2 separate regions of the Sus scrofa genome follow, and region 1 is linked to region 2. Evidence: chromatin contacts called from public HiChIP or PLAC-seq data. All regions are on one chromosome and are shown on one strand. Each heading gives the region's core, a stretch centred on a gene start, on an enhancer-like site or on the middle of the called end of the contact. The rest is flanking DNA. Distances are from core to core; before and after follow the strand shown. Region 1 overlaps CREB3L2 (cyclic AMP-responsive element-binding protein 3-like protein 2). Region 2 overlaps TRIM24 (transcription intermediary factor 1-alpha).

Region 1 (7,236 bases), core at 1,087-3,586, 460 kb before region 2:
CAGAAGCCAAATAAATGAAACGAAACTCATGGACTTGGAGAACAGACTTGTGGTTGCCAGAGGGCAGGGAGAGGGAGTGGGATGGACAGGGAGCTTGGGGTTAATAGATGCAGACGATTGCCTTTGGAGTGGATCAGCAATGAGATCCTGCCGTGTAGCCCTGGGAACCATATCTCGTCACTTATGATGGAGCATGATAATGTGAGAAAAAAGCAGGTATCCATGTATGTGTAACTGGGTCACCATGCTGTCCAGTAGAAAATTGACAGAATACTGTACACCAGCTATAATGGAAAAAATAAAAATCATTATAAATGAAAAAAAAATGTTTGATTAACCCAATGGAAGTCAAGCCTTCCCTGCCCTTCCGTACTGCCTCCTGACCATCCACGAGGCTGTCTAGTTATCTGAGTTGGGGTCACCCTTCACTTTGGAATCTCAATTCAGCCCTGACTACCTCCCACCAGAAAAAAAAAAAAAATACAGCAGCTGCCACCTAATCAACCAGGCCATTCTCGCAACCAATGAATCCGGACTGTGAATACGGATTCTGGCACAGAAGCAGTCCCTCTCAGCTTTGAGCCCCTTGAAGCTTCTGTCCCCCATTTCTCTTTCCTTCCTTTCCTCCCTCACCCCAACCCCCTCCTTTACTCCCCTTCCTGATCTGGAAACTTCTACCCCAACAAAAGTCATGAAATGTATATGATCTATGTCATCTTCTAATTTGCCAATAGACAAGATAAACAGACATCACCCTCCTAAAGACACCCCCTCTTGGCTTGAAGCCAAAACCTACTACCCTGTTAAAGAAACCCTCACTTCATCTACCAGCAAATCTGTATCCTGGCTCCCCAAACACTTGTCACGACAAAATCAATGGCGTCTTTTGACAGGGGAGTGTTTCTTCTGGTCTTTTCCTTTCTACACACTCAGCACAGACACTGAAGCACTTTGAGGCCATGGACCCCTCAAATATGAGAATTTGAAGCCATCCAGGAAAGAGATCTTGCAGCTAAAAGCATTATTTGGCCTCCTCTGCCTCCAGGGAGGGAGGGGGACAGGTGTGACCTGCAAGGTAGTCAGACATTGAATCATCTGGATACACTGTTTCGAATTCTATACTTTCCTTCAGATGACAGAGCACGGAAGTAATCAGTAAAATCTACTACAAAGATTATCCAGTAGGGGAGGGAGTTCCCATCGTGGCATAGTGGAAACGAATCTAAGAACCATGAAGTTGCGGGTTCAGTGCCAGGCCTTGCTCAGTGGGTTAGGGATCTAGCGTTGCTGTGAGCTGTGGTGTGGGTTGCAGACGTGGCTCGGATCCTGCATTGCTGTGGCTGTGGTGTAAGCTGGTGGCTATAGCTCTGATTAGACCCCTAGCCTGGGAACCTCCATATGTGGCAAAAAAAAAAAGATAAAAAAAATAAAAGATTATCCAATAGGCGAGACAAGACAGAGAAAAGACAGAGAAGGAAACTGCTTAATTGAAGATGCTTGAAAATGTACATCTCTTCAAAATTGGAGTGAGATCAAGGCAAACCAAAGTGGCCACACACCCCTACACACATAACACACAAACTGCTCCAACTGCTGCCACTCCAGTAACCATGCCTTCCTTAGACAGCTAACAATTTTCTCATAAATAGAATCCTTGTTCTCCTCCCCTTCTCTCTCACTCACTCACCAAACACACGAGCACACAGGTGTGTTTGCGCTCTTTACAGGCAAACAAAAGAGAGAAACATGTGGAATTCTGCTTGTTTAAGCAATTGACTCTTTTTCTCTAAAATTATTCAATGGAAATCAATGACAAAATCCACTCGATTCTGAGGTTTTGGAGTCCACTTCTGAAGTCTTAGAATATCGTTATTAAAATGTTAAGAGTGGAGTTCCCATGCGGCTCAGCAGTAACAAGCCCAACTAGTATCCATGAGGACACAGGTTTGATCCCTGGCTCACTCAGCAGGTTAAAGGATCCGTCATTGCCATGAACAGCGGTGTAGGTCGCAGATGTGGCTTGGATCCAGCGTTGCTGTGGCTGTGGCGCAGGCTGGAGGCTGTAGCTCCAATTTGAACCCTAGCCTGGGAACCTCCATGTGCCACAGGTGTGGCCCTAAAACAACAACAACAACAAAAAAAAAAAAGTTAGGAGAACTCCTAATGATCAGACTGATGCTAGAGGTACCTCTGACCAATTTACAAAAAGAATCCTGAGCTCAGCAAGCACAGCTGCAACAGTTTTAGAGAAGCAAAAGGGCCCATGTCAGTAGCAAGGAGCCTGGGTTCCCATCTGATGATGCAACTGCCTGTCTGCAAAGCCTTGTGGAGTCACAAGCTCTCTTCTGTGGTAAAGGGAACTGACTGGGGTGATCCTAAGCCTCACTCCACTTGAAACTGACTCTACACCTCAACAGAAAAGAAATAGTGCTGCTGCCTATGCCAAAACAAGAGATTAGGAGATAAGCCCACTGAATCCAGCCTCCTGGGCTGGGGCAGGAATTCTTAAACTTTTGCATTGTCTCAGTCCTTGGTGGCTGCTGTAACAAAACACCACAGGCTGGGTGGCTTAGAAATGACTGAAATGTGTTTATTTCTCAGAGTTCTGGAGGCTGGGAAGTCCAAGATCAGGATGATGGCAGAGTCAAGTGTCTGATAAGAGCCCCCTTCCTCATAGAAGGCATCTTCTCACTGTGTCCTCACCTGGCAGAAGAGGCCAGGGAGTTCTCTAGGGTTTCTTCTATATGGGGACTAAATCCCATTCACCTTCCTAAGGCCCCACCTCCAAACACCATTATAGTGAAGATTGGGATTTCAATGGATGAATTTGGAGGAGACATAAACATTCAGTCCATTGCACCTGAAGGGTCTTTAAAACACAGATGGCTAGGACTCACCCCTGGAGTTTCTAATTCAGTAAGTCTGGAATGGGACCCAGGGATATGCATTTCTGACCAGTTCTCAGATGCTGTTGCAGGTCCATGGGGCACAGGTGAAGAACCACTGGTCTCCAGGGAAGGGCCTTGAAGTTCACCAAGGGGATTAAGGAACTTAGGATGCTGGGGGTGGGGGTGCCAGTCGACCATGAGGGAGAGTCAAAGACACACACTAGAGAAGCAGGTGCAAAAGCCATGAAATTCTTCCAAAAAGAAGACACACAGGGGTAGTTCCATCCTCTTAAATTATATCCTAATGTACACCATTTTATAATTTTTAAAACAGATGATTATTTAGACTGTCTATACCTTGTTTAAATACTTTATTAAGCAAGCTAATTTTAAGCTTAAAATTAAAGTAAAATAAAGTTAAAAATACCAACAACTATGTCCTAGTAAGCTTACACTGTAATTTATTGCTCTTTCAGAAAGCAAGTAAGCACAAAGCAAATTCAGTTAACAAAGAAAACTGGAAACACACGGATGCACCAATGCTCAGTGGAAAGGTGTGGCTTTATCCATGGCGTTAAATATAAATCTTTAATAAGTATTTGTTGATTCTTGCCAGGCTTGAATAGAAGAAGGAAAGCTTGGAACAAGCTAATCTTTTGAAGAGAAGGGGAGAGAGTGCCTCATTTGGGGCTATAGAAAGTGTAACTTGGAGATTTTACAAAGAACAAGCGATACCATAGTTTGCCATGGTTTTATGACTCTGGAGTGAAAAATAATAAAAAGAAAGAAATTATAAAAAGAAAGATGGATGCAAAAAGGAAGACCCTATATAATGAGTAAATTGAAGCTCCCTAAAAAAGGCTGTTTACTTACAAGCACCTGCCAAGAACTGTGATTCTCAATAATTTTACTGCCTCCATGTAAGGTGTATGAGTAGCACAGTCTCAAGGTAACAGCTCTCATGACATACAGATTCTCAAGTGTCTGAGAACAGGAGCATAGATTCTGAACTGGACTAAATTTGGACTGAATTCACATGGACTGAATCCCTGTGTTCTCCTGAAACTCCTATGTGGAAGCCCTAACCCTCAAGGTGATGGTTTTTGGAGTGCAGGCTTTTGGGAGGCAATTAGTTTAAGATGAGGTCATGAGGGTGGGGTCCTCACAACGATGGGATTAGTGCCCTTGTAAGAGGATGGAGAGCTTGCTTCTTGGTTCTTTCTGTCTCTCTCTCTTTCTCTAAACTGGGAAAAATAAATGTCTGTTGTTTAAGCCACCCAGTCTGTGGTATTTTGTTATGGCAACTCAAATTGACTGAAAGGGAGTAAACTAGATCAGCTGAGCTCTGAGCTCATAATCGAGGTATCATCATGTACCTAGTGACAATTTGGGGCAGGTACCCAAGAAAGAAAAGAGTCCTTTAATGCAATGATGTCATCACATCAATGGCAGATCTAAAAAGAGGCTACATCACAGGCTTAGTGTCAGTCCCAGCCCCCTCCCACAGTGTGTCCACCCAAGCCCCCAACTCCTCCCTAACACTAACCCAAGACAAAAGATGCTCCAGACACCCATGCCACTCTTTTACACCTAATGGGACAGTTTGGTTCTAGCATTTGGATTCTCCTTCAGGTCCCAAGCCCTATGGCTTCTGATTGGAATCTTGCTTCTGCTCACTGGAACCTGCCTTACAAGTTTCCCTTCCTGTCATGGGAGGTCCACCCTCAATTCCGCTCCAAAGGACCTTCTTCTACCCATTGACAGGTCAGCCACCTGCATGAACTTACAGCCATCACCAACCCACGATTCCCTCCACTGCACCACCCCATCCACTTGTTGGGACACCATGTAAATACCTAACACCACGTAAATATCATTTATCGAGCACCAATTCTGTGCAGGACCTTTGCGCATTTTAACAAGCATTATCCCTAATCTGCAACACAACGCTGCAAGATAGAGATTACTCTTCCCATTTGTGCATAAAGAACATGAGACTCTGGAGTTCCCGTCGTGGCGCAGTGGATAACGAATCCGACTAGTAACCATGAGGGTGCGGGTTCGGTCCCTGCCCTTGCTCAGTGGGTTAACGATCCGGCGTTGCCGTGAGCTGTGGTGTAGGTTGCAGACGCGGCTCGGATCCCGCGTTGCTGTGGCTCTGGCGTAGGCCAGTGGCTACAGCTCCGATTCGACCCCTAGCCTGGGAACCTCCACATGCCGCGGGAGCAGCCCAAAGAAATAGCAAAAAGACCAAAAAAAAAAAAAAGAACATGAGACTTAGAAAGAAAAATAATTTTCCTAAGATCATACAGCTAGTCAGTAAAGCCTCTCTATTTTAAACCTGTCTGACTTATTTATTTTTATTTACTTATTTATATATTTTTTGCTTTTTAGGGCTGCACCTGTGGCATATGGAGGGTCCCAGGCTAGGGGTTGAATTGGAGCTACAGCTGCCAGTCTACACCACAGCCACAGCAACGTGAGATCGGGGCTGTGTCTGCAACCTACACCACAGCTCACGGCAACACCGGATCCTTAACCCACTGAGCAAGGCCAGGGGTCTCGACCTCATGGTTCCTAGTCAGATTCATTTCCACTGTGCCATGATGGGAATTCCCTATCTGACTTTAAAGCCTATGGTTTTTCCAATATACCACCATGCCTTTTTTTTCCCCCATCTTGGCACCTGCCATCCTATCCCAATCTTCCACAGGTGATGCTTCCCTGGACTGGAGCTGGTCACTCACATACCCTCTTAGGCTCAGGTGGTGCCAAGAAGCTGTCTGAGCCTCTCCATCAGGGTCCACTCTGTGTCAGTCCCCCAGTGCACCCTCCTCAACCCCATCACCTGGTCTCTATCTCAACCCAAAAATGCATCCAATTGGGCCATTCCCACCTGCCACACCTCTGTTTTCAGAGTGAGGTATAAAATAATGAAAGAGCATAAGAACAAGTCTTCTGAGAATTATGGTGGAGGGAAGGGTCAGGGAAAAGGAGGAGAGGAGAGGAAGGGAAACGAGACTATGAGGCAGGAAAATGAGAAAAGAAGGAGAAGAAAGAATCAAGAAAAAGTAGAGCAGAAGAGCGAGAGAGAAGAATGCAGACAGGATGCCCAGTAAAACAACATGTGTCAAATAAGGACATTTGTGAGGCTGCTTCGTCAGGAGGGACAGGAAAATCTGGAACCATAGCAAGAACCCTGGTCTTTTAGTTAAGCCAAAGCAAACTGTTCCTAGTCTGAGAAGAGAATGCGCATGCTATCAAGATTACAAACCATAAAAGCAATGTCTGATCCTTCATTGGATACTGGGTTTAAAAAAAAATCCAGCTCTAAAGGACATCTGCAGGGCAACTGGGGCAAACTGAATTTGGACACATGCAAAAACAAGAGTGAATTAACGTTAAATTTTTTGGAGTGAAAGGATTTTCACTGAGGTTCTTTAGGAGTATGTCTTTGTCCTTCAAAGATACCTGCTGAAGAAGTTAAGATGAAATGTCATCATGCCTCTTAAAGGCCCAGCAAAACTTTTAAAGGGTCAGCAAACAGTTAAAGGGCCAGCAAAAACACACATGCGCACAAACCGGAAGATAGATAAGTTAATTTGGTAAAATAGTAACAGTTGGTAAATTTAGCTGAAGGACATATGTCCTCATTGCATGATTTGTACAAATTTTCTCAGGTCTGAAATTTTTCAAAATAGAAAGCTTATGGGAAAAAAATATAAATTAGTCCCAACCTGGAGTTCCTGTTGTGGCTCAGCAGTAACAAACCCAACTAGAATCCAGTAGGATGTGGGTTTGATCCCTGGCCTTGCTCAGTAGTTTAAGGATTCCGTGTTGCTGTGAGCTGTGGTATAAGTCACAGACACAGCTTGGATCTGGCATTGCTGTGGCTGTGGCGAAGGCTGGCAGCTGCAGCTCTGATTCACCCCCCCAGGCTAGACACTTCCATATGCCACAGATGTGGCCCTAAAAAGCAAAAAAAACCCAACCCAAGAAGCAAAACTTCCATAAGCCTCATCTACTGGCCTTGAGGACACTAGTTTGTGGGGATTAAAAGCTCATCCAGGCCTGGATTCATTCTGCCTGTGGGAGGACACCATCTATCACTGACGAGCAGAACAGGTTACCTAACCCCCTCAAGCCTCAGTTTCCTCACCTGTCAAATGGGGCCAAATATAGAACCTAACTCCAGGAGTTGATTGTGAGAGTTCAATGAGGTAATTCACAAAAGTTATTGTTGTTATTGTCGTTGTTGCCCCCACTCGAATTCCCCAAACAGAATTCTAAAGGATAAGCTCTTTTGTTTTAGAATTTTCTTTTTCTCTCTTCCTTTTAGGTAAAACAC
Region 2 (7,053 bases), core at 2,341-4,840:
AGCTGTTCTCAGAGAATAGTGCCACCATTTACACAGGTCAGCAAGCTGGAAGCAGAGGGGCTATCCCTGCACCTTCTGTATCCAGTGCATCCCCCACGCCAGCCTGTTCTACTTCCCGATCTCCTTCATTCATCTCCACTGCTCCTCACTCAATAAACCCCTGAGAAGGACTTCTACTAATCTCCATGTCGAAACCCTTGCTTTTTTTCCCAATCTGTTCTCTACTTTGCAGGGACATTGATTTTTTAAATGCACATCTGTCTGTGTCACCTACTGACTTGAAAGCTTTTAGGACACTTTTTCAGACAAAGACCGATACTGTTGTGTGATCCTACTCGATCTGGCCCCTGCCTGCCCAGCCACCCGCTCCTTCTCTTGCCTGTCTTCCCCTTGATCTCTCCACTTCAGTCGTACTTGGCTTTCTGTCAGTTCTTTGAACCTGCCATATTCTTGCCAGAGCCTTTGGTACATGCTGTTCTCTCTGCCTAGAAGGCTTTCATCAGTAATTGAGGACTCCACTTTCATATCTTGGACAAATATGATCGCTTTAGAGAAAGCCTCGCCTGGCTCTCTCTGCTTGTGCTTTCCCCAGCCCTACAACCCCACTGGAATCAGATCACTTTCCTCCATCATACGTGCTGACAGCTTCTTTTCCTTGATGGCACTTCTCAATTTGTCGTTATATGTTAGTGTGATTATTATGTGACTTTCTCATGTTTAGTCTTCAGAACCACTCAGTAAAATCCATGTTGTTATCATTTATTTTATTTTGTTTTATTTATTTTTGCTTTTTAGGGCCGCACCTGCGGCATATGGAGGTTCCCAGGCTAGGGGTCAGATCAGAGCTGTAGCTGCTGGCCTGTGCCACAGCAACCCAGGATCTGAGACCTCTGTCCACCACAGCTCACAGCAACGCTGGATCCCTAACCCACTGAGCAAGGCCAGGGTTTGAACCTGCGCCTTCATGGATGCTAGTCAGATTCGTTAACCTCTGAGCCATGATGGGAACACCGCTATTTTAAAGATGAGCATTCTAAGTCACCTGCCCAAGACTGTTCAGCTAGTAAGTAGAGGAACTGGGATTTGAACCCACACTTCCATCTAGGAGCCCAGGTGTCAAAAGGGCAGGGACTGGGTTTGCTTTTTCTGATTGTGGTATCCTCAACAAATAGCATAGTGCCTGGAATATTTGACATTGAACTAGGGCTAATGTCTTTTTATTTCCATTTCATATGTTTATAGTTGAAAACATAGTATCAGTTTAAGTTTATGAACACGGGAAGGTAACTGACAGAGACAAGCATGCTTGGTATGTCATTAAAATATGATTACCTTTTCTTACATGTTGTGTTTTTATCTCAAAAATTGATGGGACATGTTTCTTTTATTAGGTATGTACAAGCTGTGAGGACAATGCAGAAGCTAATGGGTTTTGTGTAGAGTGTGTTGAATGGCTCTGCAAGACATGCATCCGAGCTCATCAAAGGGTGAAATTCACAAAAGACCACACTGTGAGACAGAAAGAAGAAGTATCTCCAGGTAATCGTTTTTTATCTCTTTTTTTCTCTATCCCTTCCATAGTCATTCTTCCCATACTGACTTGTTTAGATACACCAGTAAGTATTGAATATAGTTTGTATTTTAATACAAGGAAGTCTATGTTGTTTATAGTCTGTATTTGAATACTTATAAATGTCGGTAGGTATGAATAGATAAACTGTTCTGCTTTATATTTATACTCACCATCCTCATATAAATGCCTTATGTGAATGTATAGCAAATGAGGAAGAAAGTAGCTTTTAAAACTTTTTTCTTATCTTATTTTTAAGATGATAACAGATGAGCTTTAAAAAAGTTTTAAAACTTTTTTCTCTCTGATATTCTTATGGTAAGGCTGTTTCATGATATTTGTTCTATAAATGTATTTTTTATTATAGTAAAATATCTGTAACTTAAAATTTGACATTCTAACCATATTAAGTGTACAGATCAGTGGCATGAATTGTATTCAACATTGTTATGCAACCATCAGCACTTAGCTATTTCCAAAACTTTTTTAGCAGCCCCGCAAAGAAACTGTACCCAGCAAATAATGACTCCTTATGTCCTTCTCACCAGCAGCCCCCGCTAACTTCTAGTCCTGTGTCTGTCTCTGTGAATTTGCTTATTTTGGGTATTTCATACAAGTGGACATCCTACGGTATTTGTCCTTCATTGTCCAGCTTATTGTACTTATCACAATGTTTTCAGGCTCCATCCATATTGTAATGTTTGTCAGAACCTCATTTGGTTTTGTGAGTCATTAATATATCTTTGTTTAAAAATTAATTCACTGCTTTTTATTCATTGAGTCAAGTACTGTTTGTACACCTATTCTATATTCCAGAAAGTGTGCTAGATTAAAAAGATGAAATGGTGAATTAGACAGATACTTCCTGCCGTCCAGGAGTTAACAGTATGATGAAGACTAAACAAATTAGGAATCATAGTTCAGGCCTTGGGAGCACATGAAAGGAGTACCAAACTCAGATTTGGGGATTTGCATTAAAGGCCAAACCTGAGGCTTCAAGGATGAATAGAAATTCATTACAGGAAGGAGAAGGGTGGGCAAACTGAAGCACATGCACACATTTCCAGAGGGGGATGTTGAGTATAGCTGAATAGTAAGATGCAAGAGGAAGAGTGGTAAGAGCTGAGGACGCACAGGGAAAGGAGAGTGTCACTTCTGAGATCACTGATGAAGAGAAGACACAAAGGAGCAAAGGCCAGGTATAGACCCAGGTAACTATAATAGATTAGTGCTAGAAAGACCTGCTTTTCTGTGAAGGTAGGCAGTTATTTAAAAGGAGAGCAGAGGACATAGGACTAAAAAAGTAAAGAATGTGAAGGATTCCACATTCCAGTTATTCTTGGAAATAATTCCAGTTAGAAGAGAGTTGAGCTTTGGATTGCATAGTAGCATCAAGGTTCCGTTTGATACAGTTCTTAAAACTTAATCTGTCAGTTCTCGCCAGTCTGATGTGGGGATAGAGAAGGACCAAACTATTTAGGGTTGGAGATTAGCTGGACTGGTGTTCTTGAATTTCCGCAGGGTGAGAGATGCAGAAAATGCCAAGCCTTGGCATGAATTATTGGGGATGTTAGCTGTATGAAGGCAGTGAAGTTGATGGTGTCAGCTGACAGGGTGAAAGAAATGATTAGGGACTAGCAATAGCGATAGCTACAGTGAGAGTAGTTAAGAATTGGAAGCTGAGAAAGCAGAAGTTATTAAAGTGGGATGTTTGAATTTATGATTACAGAAATGGAAGAGCAATGGACAAGAAAAAAATCTAGGATGAGACCATGATGTGTAGTAAATTGAATAAGTAGCTAAAATGAGGTGCAGGTTTTCAGAGATGAAAAAGTCTGAGAGGCTTGTGATACTCTGGGGACTTCTAAATCATCCAGGGTGTTGATGAGACTTAGGCTAGGAGGATGACTGTGAGTCAGAGTCTAAATTCCTCATAAATAAAGGAAGTCTATAAATGGGTGACTAATGCCTTAATCGTCTACATCAGAATCTCAATAAGTATTCCTGAGGAGCCGACGCAAAGCAGGCTGTTGCAAGCCAGCTAAGGAGGTGTGGTCACCCTGCCTACTGTGATGCCCAGATGGCGTGAACCTTAGGGAGAAGAGTGCAGGGAGCTATGACAGTACTGATATTGAACCAACTATACATTCATTGTTGGAATTAATTCCATTTAGTCTTTTTTTTTTTTTTTGGTCTTTTCTAGGGCCTCTCCCGTGGCATATGGAGGTTCCCAGGCTAGGGGTCTAATCGGGCCTACGCCACAGCCACAGCAACGTGGAAACCAAGCCTCGTCTACTACTTACACTATAGCTCACGGCAGTGCAGATCCTTAACCCACTGGGTGAGGCCAGGGATCGAACGCACAACCTCACGGTTCCTAGTCGGATTCGTTAACCACTGAGCCATGACGGGAACTCCTCCTTTCAGTCTTGATGTCTTGTGCTTTTAGTATTCTTTTAATGTATTTTTCTCTACTTGGTTATTTTTCCTTTTTTCAGAATTTTATTTATTTTTCCCTTCTTTTTGATATGACTAGATAGTAGGTTACCTTTTCGTTTTTATCTTTAAATTTATCTTAGTTACCCTCTCTATACATTTTAGTTCATTTTATATTTAATTTCTCTCAACGTAGCTTTGTATTCTACTTATTTGTATTCTCGTTTTTCCATTTAACATTGTAACATAAGCCTTGCGGAGTTTTATTTCCACGTTGGATAACTATTAATAGCAAAAACTTTATGATTAGCCATGTTGATGCGTATGCTCTGTTTAGGAATTTTGCAAAAGTGGGGAAATAATTTTCCCATCACCCTTTAACACATTATTCTGCCTTGCATTAAAAAGGTAATCACCCACATTTATTCCATTTAGGTCCCGCTCACTTATCTGGGCTATATTATAAAACCTAGTGGCAATGATGGTGTTGGTGAAACTGCAGCTCCTTTATATCACAACGGATTTGAATATAAATGAACCATCCAGGAGTTATTCACTATTTAATTATGTGAATTTCTTCTTTTTGCCTCCCATTGTTTCCACAGAGGCAGTTGGTGTGACCAGTCAGCGACCAGTGTTTTGTCCTTTTCATAAGAAGGAGCAGCTGAAGCTTTACTGTGAAACATGTGACAAACTGACGTGTCGGGACTGCCAGTTATTAGAACATAAAGAGCATAGGTACCAGCATCTTTCATTATGTACATAGATTTATAACACAGCTTTATGAGGACTAGACAGTTGATGGCACCCCAACCCAATGTCGGTCTGCAGATAATGTTTTGTTTGGCTAGCAATATGTTGGCCTGTTGCAAGATTTTCAAGATTTTTCACCTTGGGTGTTGCAAACTTTGGAGCCAGGTAATTCTGTGTTGTGGGGGGCTGTCTGGTGCCTTGTATGGTGTTAACTGCATCTTTGACTTCTAGTTAACAGATTCAAATAGCATTCTTCCAGTTGTGAAAACCAAACTCTCCAGATATTGCCAAATGCCCTGGAGAGCAAAGTCACCAAACCACTGGCCTACACGCTTTTTTTTTTTTTTTTTTAAGGGCTGCACTGTGGCGTATGAAAGGTCCCTGACTAGGGATCAAGTTGGAGCTGACACCACAGCCACAGCAACATGGGATCTGAACCACATCTGTGGGCTGCACCACAGCTCATGGCAACACTGGATCCTTAACCCATTGAGCAAGGACAAGGATCGGAAAGACAGCCTTATAGATATTAGTTACAACAGTAACTCTCCTACACAGTTTTTAAAAATGCATGGAATTAGTTAGTTGCCAGTGTTGTAAATGAGATTTTACATATTAAAAAAGTTAGGTCTTTGATTTTGGTTTGATCGGGTTTTGTTTGGTTTAATAAAATGGAATCTATTCTAGCCCTGGGCTCCATATACTCTCATGTCAATATTTGGCTGGAATTGACTTTAGTCTTCTTTAGAATGGGAAGGCTTTTCTAAATCATCATAGTCCCTACCAAAGCTTACTTTGAAAGCTGTCTTCCATAGCCATTTGAATTAACAACTGACTTAAAAACAGATTCTGATAAATCAATGCAAATATAATTGGTGAAAATGCTCTGGGCTCCCGATAGTGGCAGACTAGATAATTTGACCAACCATACCAGTGAGGGTCACTTAGAAGACATGGGAAAAATGCAGAAATCATTGATAGGATATTTTAGAGCTTGATAATTAAGAGCTAATGGGCCAGGATTGGCATGGAGTGGGAACAGAAAAAGGTATAGGCTTTTTCCCCTTGGAAGCACTTGGCTAGTGATTGAGGGGTACGTTTAATAGGCTCACAGGACTGAAAGACAGGGATTGGACTTCGGGGATTTCAGAGGTTAAAGACTTCTCCTTGCCTTGAGTTGGGATCCTGAAAGTCTACACTGTCATAGAAAAGATGAGCTAGCTGGTACATAGTTGTTCACAGGTAGGTTCCAAAAGTGCAGAATCAGATCTTCTCGGTAGCCAGAGTGGGATTAAATCAGAATTGTATTGCTGGTACCTCAGAGTACCTGGTAGAATAAAATGAAATCCTCCCTGGAGCAACAAAACATCATCCTAGACCTCAGGTTTATTTAATGAGTTTCGTTAAAATGGTTCAGCTCACAATTCGAAGTAACCATGTATACTGGGAAATAAGGCAATGTGAACAAAGTCTAGAACTTGATATTACAATAACTGAAATTAACTCGTTTACAGCAGATTTGGTATGCCAGAAAATGAGTAATGAGCTAGGAGAAAATAACTAAATGAAGCATGATAAACAGAAAGATGGAAAATGGAAGAGGGATGGAGATGATCTAATACAGGGTGTACTTGGGACCCAAGAAGGAGAGAGAGAATGGGAAGGAAACAGCATTTGAGGAAAGAATGTAATAGCTTAGAACTTTGTAATACTGAAGAAAGACATCTGGCCTATGTTCTAGAAGCTGCAGTACTCCCAGCAGAATAATTAAAAAATAATCTTTTTGAAGTGCAAAAAGAAAATAACCACAAAACTAAAATTTTATACCCAATGAATATAGTCCTCAGAATTGAAAGTTAATGACAGACGTTTTCAGACAAAATAAACTGGGAGAATACATTCCCCAGTAAACACAGAAGCAAACTTGAGTCAGAAGAAGAATGCTAGGTGATGCATGACAGCACAAAGAGTAGTTAAAATGTTAAAAAGTTAAAAAGTCTGGGAGTTGCCATTGAGGTGCAATAGAAATGAATCCGACTAGTATCCATGGCCTTGCTCAGTGGGTTAAGGATCCGGCGTTGCTGTAAGGTCTGGTGTAGGTCACAGGCACAGCTCGGATTCTGAATTACTTCGGCTGTGGCATAGGCTGGCAGCTGTAGCTACGATTTGACCCCTAGCCTGGGAAACTCTATATGCCGCGCATGTGGCCCTAAAAAAAAAAAAAAGTTATGTGAGTAAATCTAAAATGTTATTGACTTAAGAAATAATAATGTCTTGGTGTGTGTCATGTGTGT

Evidence for each region. HiChIP or PLAC-seq counts read pairs in DNA pulled down with a chosen protein or histone mark.
Region 1: a contact with region 2 is called in an H3K27ac HiChIP or PLAC-seq map of alveolar macrophages. The contact joins two enhancer-like sites. A contact is called at or near these places in 1 of 47 Hi-C or Micro-C datasets (embryonic fibroblasts) and 1 of 2 datasets of contacts at active chromatin or transcription factors (alveolar macrophages).

The regions. Positions count from the first base shown.
Region 1 is chr18:11,566,616-11,573,851 of Sscrofa11.1, reverse strand. All of the region lies in intron 1 of CREB3L2 (cyclic AMP-responsive element-binding protein 3-like protein 2), which reads right to left. Among named protein-coding and RNA genes, the nearest start is that of CREB3L2, 37 kb to the right of the region's middle. Within about 2 kb of position 2,336, at least 3 of the 83 cell types and tissues checked have an H3K27ac peak or open chromatin away from gene starts, as enhancers often do. A contact at or near this core is called in alveolar macrophages, where this site is marked.
Region 2 is chr18:11,103,263-11,110,315 of Sscrofa11.1, reverse strand. TRIM24 (transcription intermediary factor 1-alpha) reads left to right here. Exons shown (of 19, transcript XM_021079187.1): 3 at 1,392-1,539; 4 at 4,612-4,744. Among named protein-coding and RNA genes, the nearest start is that of TRIM24, 45 kb to the left of the region's middle. Within about 2 kb of position 3,590, at least 4 of the 83 cell types and tissues checked have an H3K27ac peak or open chromatin away from gene starts, as enhancers often do. A contact at or near this core is called in alveolar macrophages, where this site is marked.